2 separate regions of the Mus musculus genome follow, and region 2 is linked to region 1. The links are chromatin contacts, called in public promoter capture Hi-C maps. All regions are on one chromosome and are shown on one strand. Each heading gives the region's core, a stretch centred on a gene start, on an enhancer-like site or on the middle of the called end of the contact. The rest is flanking DNA. Distances are from core to core; before and after follow the strand shown.

The links. Capture Hi-C pulls out chosen DNA fragments and counts their contacts.
Region 2: a promoter capture Hi-C map of adipose tissue shows a contact between it and region 1. The contact joins two enhancer-like sites. A contact is called at or near these places in 11 of 39 promoter capture datasets (the C10 cell line, the HPC-7 cell line, Sertoli cells and 8 more), 1 of 15 datasets of contacts at CTCF or cohesin (stem cell-derived epiblast-like cells), 83 of 484 Hi-C or Micro-C datasets (the 3T3-L1 cell line, the AML12 cell line, B cells and 57 more), 9 of 115 datasets of contacts at active chromatin or transcription factors (the NIH/3T3 cell line, PVALB interneurons, acute myeloid leukemia and 5 more) and 4 of 9 other capture datasets (adipose tissue, embryonic tail, liver and 1 more).

What each region holds. Positions count from the first base shown.
Region 1 is chr10:25,509,334-25,512,033 of GRCm38.p6, forward strand. The region is part of intron 18 of Epb41l2 (erythrocyte membrane protein band 4.1 like 2); the gene reads left to right. Among named protein-coding and RNA genes, the nearest start is that of Smlr1, 26 kb to the right of the region's middle. Within about 2 kb of position 1,433, at least 13 of the 459 cell types and tissues checked have an H3K27ac peak or open chromatin away from gene starts, as enhancers often do. A contact at or near this core is called in adipose tissue, where this site is marked.
Region 2 is chr10:25,256,225-25,258,924 of GRCm38.p6, forward strand. The region is part of intron 5 of Akap7 (A kinase (PRKA) anchor protein 7); the gene reads right to left. Among named protein-coding and RNA genes, the nearest start is that of Gm25016, 8.6 kb to the right of the region's middle. Within about 2 kb of position 1,392, at least 3 of the 459 cell types and tissues checked have an H3K27ac peak or open chromatin away from gene starts, as enhancers often do. A contact at or near this core is called in adipose tissue, where this site is marked.

The sequences.
Region 1 (2,700 bases), core at 183-2,682:
GAAGATATTTACTGGCCCTTTTTACTCTTTTTCTGAAATGAGGTGTCTGTGCCATCCTCCAAGCAGAACCACTGTTCATTGAAACAGTTGATGAACGACTTCATGGATACACCTTCTTAATACACACCCCATTTTTTAAATGAATGTAACCTGTTCCCTGTGGTCCGAGAATGATGACAATCACTTTAGTCAAATAACTTTGTCCATAGCAGGAAATCTGTGTCCAAATAATCGTGCCTACAATTCATTCCTTGGCGCAGCAGAACTGTCAACTCTTAGCTTAGCTACTGTGGAGGTAAAATCCTTTGGTGATGTGAGGGACATTGAAGTACAGCCTTCTTACAATGAACTCCAATGTCTAAAAATTGTCCTTATTTTGTGTTTGTACCACAGTTAAGAGCCAAGATTTTAAACTCTACTAAAAACAAAACAAAACAAAACAAATAAACAAGCAAGAAGACTTTACCTATTTATGTTCATTTAATAACATGTCCATCATTTTTATGATTGGTATAAAATATATATTGTGTTGAATAAAGTAAAAAATAAAATAAAAAAAGAAAATGTATATTGATTCTATTTATTTGTTTGTTTGTTTGTTTATATAAGTGCAGTGCTTGTTATAACAGTTATAAAGAGGTAATAATGAGCTGCTTGATGCTTGATTTTAGACTGTAGTCCCAAATGATGAGAAGAGTTGTTTGCTGCCTTCCTCCTCCTCTTTCTCTTCCTCCTTCCTCTTCCCTCCCTTCCTTCCTTCCTTTTCTTCCTTTCTTGTCTTTCTAGCTCTCTGGCTTTTCTTTCTTTCTTTTTTTTTTTAAATGATTTTTAAAAAGGAGAACAAGGTTTTTGGGGGGTGTTGTTGTTGTTTCACAACTTGAAGAAAGGAAAAGAAGTGTTTAGTGGATTGCTTCTGCTGGAGAAGAGGAACAAATGGTAGACAAAGCTTTGAACACAGCATGGTCTCCAAGAAGGCCACTGTTAGATATAAGAACTGCGTGCTTGAGAAAGGCTCTGTGTGTGATGTTTGTAAGCATGGTATTTTAATTACATGTTCCATAATTTACGGGGATTCGTTTGCTTGTTGGTTTGTTTTGGTTTTGGTTTCTGAGGGTTAGAGATAAAGTTGTTGTGGGCGCTCAGTGTGAACTTAGTGTGAGGGGTTTCTAGGAGCTGCCTAGTACACTCATCGTGGACAAGAACCTTGTCTTGGAAGTGAGGCTCCCAGTCTCCCAGACTGTCAGCGGTGCGCGGTCCACTGTTGTCCTCTGGAATCTGGACACCCCTGAACTGGAGGTGGTGCTTGCCTGACTCTTATTTCCCTCTGGGCTTCTTGCTCAAGAGCTGTTTGCTAAGTTCCTTCAGCATTCTAAGCAGGAGAGTGTGAATGTTCCCAGCCATCGTTTCTTTAACTCTCCCCAAAGTGCAGGCCTTCCCATGCTTTGTAAGGACTTTCCCAGCTGAGCAGTGCTGGGTTCAGTTCTGTGTTTCACCTTTTATAGCCTGTTCGCCTTGAAAACTCGTGTTTATGTAGCATTGCTTGTGAAAGGTGAATATAACAAATGTGAAGCATATGGGTAGGAAAATAACACAACCCCAATGTAGATGACTCGGCAGGCTTACCTGCCTGTGAGACCGGGCTTCTCCCAGGCCTCAGCTCTGCTAAAGTGAGGTCCGACCCGGACACTCCCCACCAGGAGCCTGCGGCACGTTCACATCCTCCTTAAAGCTATGTAAGCTTAAATGAAAATGGCTTTCTTGCCAAACAATGATGCTGATTACATAGTGACCCTGGGTGGTCATTCACACGTTTTCTACATCCCCTTCCTTGTGTTCAGAGGAATCTTAGGCTATTCCTTTCTATGAGCTACACACAAAGAGAAACACCTCCTCACGTTGGTATGTCTGCGAGGCGTGCTCTCTTAGGGTCCAGCTCAGCAGCTCTTCCTTCTGTGCTGGGCATGAATCCTGCTCCATTCTGGGAGTAAACAACCTGTTGTTTCTCTTCTGAGCACATTTCTTCCTAATACAACAGTTCTCAGTCTGGTGCAGTGGTGCGGCCTGTTGTTCAAGGTCCGCTCTCAGGAGACTAGATTAGACGGAACCCATGAAGTTCAAAACTAACTGACTCTACTGAGACTCATGCTCACAGTTTTTTCCTGTGATTTTGACAGTGATATTTTCTCATGATCTTTATTATTGCCATAATACATGTTGTTGCATTTAGCTTCTTGAGTTGATATGGAATGAAAGGGTTACAGCCATAATTTAAGATATGGGCTGAAGAGGTGGCTCAACGGTTACAGGATGCTGGCTTTTCTTCCAGAGGACCTGAGCTTGCTTCTCAGTGCCCATCTGGTGGATCATCACTTTTTATAACTCGGTCTAGGAGACCATACACTCTGTCTGGCTTCCAACGACACCAGCATACATGGGTATACAGGCAAACATGCAGGCAAAAATACCCATGCACATTCAGGCGTCAGGTATTGATTATGGCTCTTAGTCTTCCCCTGTGCTTATTAGCTGTACCTGGTTTAATGAGCAAAGCTTCAAGGTGTGCTCCATAGCCTTGCATCAGAGAGAAGCTGTACTGTGATCCGGCAATGCATTTGTCTCCACAGACAGGCCCCCGGGGAAAAGAAACACTGCGCTGCGTTTTGCTGTTTCCAACTACCTGGTTTCCTTAAACAGTGAGAA
Region 2 (2,700 bases), core at 142-2,641, 250 kb before region 1:
AAAGAAAAGAGCTGAGAGGTGAATGGCTTCTCTTCTGCTAACAAGCACACAGGCCATCACGTTCATTCTGATTGCCTCTAACGCTCACCCTGTGGCCAGTATCTTAGGGTTTTACTGCTGTGAACAGACACCATGACCAAGGCAACTCTTGAAAGGACAGCATTTAATTGGGACTGGCTTACAGAACCTTACAGAGGCTCAATCTATTATCATCAAGGCCAGAGTATGGCAGCATCCAGGCAGGCATGATGCTGGGGGATTTGAGAGTTCTACATCTTCATCTGAAGGCTGCTATGGAGAACATTGGCTTCCATGTGGTTAGAGGAAGGTCTTAAAGCCCACGTCCACAGTAACAGACCTACTCCAACAAAGCCACACCTACTACAACGAGGCTACACCTCCTAACAGTACCACTCCCTGGGCCAAATATATACAAACATCAGAGCCAGCATCACCAGTAGTTTGTGTTCTGTTACAGGAGCAATCGGGAATCACAGTACAGGTTAAAGAAACACAAAGGTTCAATAAATGAATGGAACGCCAAGGTGACCGCAGAAAGGGGGAGGGGTGATAACAAGCCAGATGCCATGAAACACCAATGAAGAAAGATTTCCATAAGGTCAGGACAAGAAGAAAAGATAAAGACCAGGGCACGGCAGTGACACCTCTGGGTCCTGGGTATGATGGGATTGGAGAAATGTACAGCTTCCTCATCAACAGAAACTACCATTTCAGATAAAAAGCTGTCTTTTGGCTAAGCCAAAAAGGCAAGGGGTATTCTCAGAAAATGTCTGGGGAGCCTAGCAGCTAATTTATAAACTGACAAGATTTCATATAACTCATCCAAACAGAATCTGGTCAAATTGCCTGGATGCACATGATGGCTCTGCCATTTACCAACAAGTAAGGAACTTCACCTCATTTTTGTCTATCAGGTAACCAGGTGGGGCTAGGGTGATGAGCCCTACCTCACAGTTTTGCTGAAACTAATGAATTGATACTTGAAAGATGATTAGAGGGACTGGCGAAACAGCTCAGAGGTTAAGAGTACTTGCTGCTCTTGCAGAGGACCCAGATGCAGTACCCAGCACCCACATCCAGAGCATAACTCCGGGTCTATTGGATACAGTGCCCTCTTCTGGGCTACACAGGGACTCGCACATAAGGCACACATACATACAAAACAAAGTAAAAACAATGAATCTTCATTTATAGGTCCAACTGAAAAATCAAGCAAATGAAAAAGGAGACAGAAAGGTTAAGAGAGAAACAAGGAAAGAAAAGAAGCACAGAGAACAACACATGCCAACAGGCAGAGATGAGAGGGAGAGAAGACAGGCCCAGGCTCAGGACAGGGAGCACGGGCAGGAAGGAAGTGCAGCCCAGAAGTACAGCAGTTATTCTGTCCAGAGAGAGCCCAGTGCCGGCCATAGGTGAAGGGTCAGCAGGCTCCTGAGAGAACAACCGCCTGGCCTGCGTTTGGAAACCTTCCATCACTATCTCGGCAGTCTGAGAGACCCAAAAATGCTGGGAATGGAACAATCTCCTTAAAAAAAACCCAGAAATACAGTTTGTCCTCTCCTTCTGGGGGGAAAAACAGCAGTCAAAATAAGAGAAAGCATAATGCTCAAATGAACATTCTAAATCGTTTCATCTTCTATTTTATGAGATAAATGTACTTGGAATCGTTTATCATGCTAACCAAAGGCACTTTTCTCATTGGAGCAAAAATATGCCAAGACCATTGTAATTCTAACAGGCTGAAGTTTTAGCAATCTCTCAATCTAATAACCTTCTTAACAAAATTGCATTTAGCTTAAAAATGAATAAAATTCCATATCCATTTCTATGCACAAAGCCTTTCAGAGCAATTTTCATTATTGTAAATGTAAATAAATGTCATATAAATTCAGTTTTCTGTATCTTTATAATCCCTAAGGCTACAGGATCATGCTAGGAAAAGAGTTGATGCCGTTTCTGGAAAACAAGATGAAGATAGGAAGATGTGAGCCAGAGCCCCTGAAGTGCTATAACTGACATCTCTCCAGGAGCCCCCACCATAAACTCACAGATTCCAGAATGCAAAGATGGGCCCCGCCCCTTCACCCCGCCTACAAAGATGGAATCTGGCCCTTCACCCAACCCACAAAGATGAGCTCCGCCCCTTCACCCAACCCACAAAGATGAGCTCCACCCTTCATCCTATCCGTACAAAATAACCTTTCACATTAGAAGGACAAAAAGAATTTGTAGCAGCAGGTCGGCTTGTATAAAGACTGATAGTGAGGGAAGGGGATATTGTTTACTTTGTTATGTTGAGGTCTCAGAATCCTGTAACAAAAGACAAAGTAACAAGAAAATGCACACAATTTTATTTAGTTTCCTGTGCCTTGGAACCCTTCATAAGAAATTGAAGACCATGCTCTTTCCAATTTCCCCCCAAACCAGGTAAACCTGTGTGATTTTTTTAAGGGGGTTTGACAATGTGGATAGTTATAGAAAAAGAACAATTAGATTAAAATTCTGATCTGATAATATCAGGCTGGGAGAGCTTAGCAAGCCTTCAGAGAAAAGGTCATTCGTTTCCTTCAGGGGTAAGGAAGACAGCATCTCAAATGTAAGCCAGACAACCTGCTTCCAGGGATGGTTAGAAAAGTCCTCCTAAGTTTATAAACTTCTTCAGAGGAAGGGCAGAAGGTC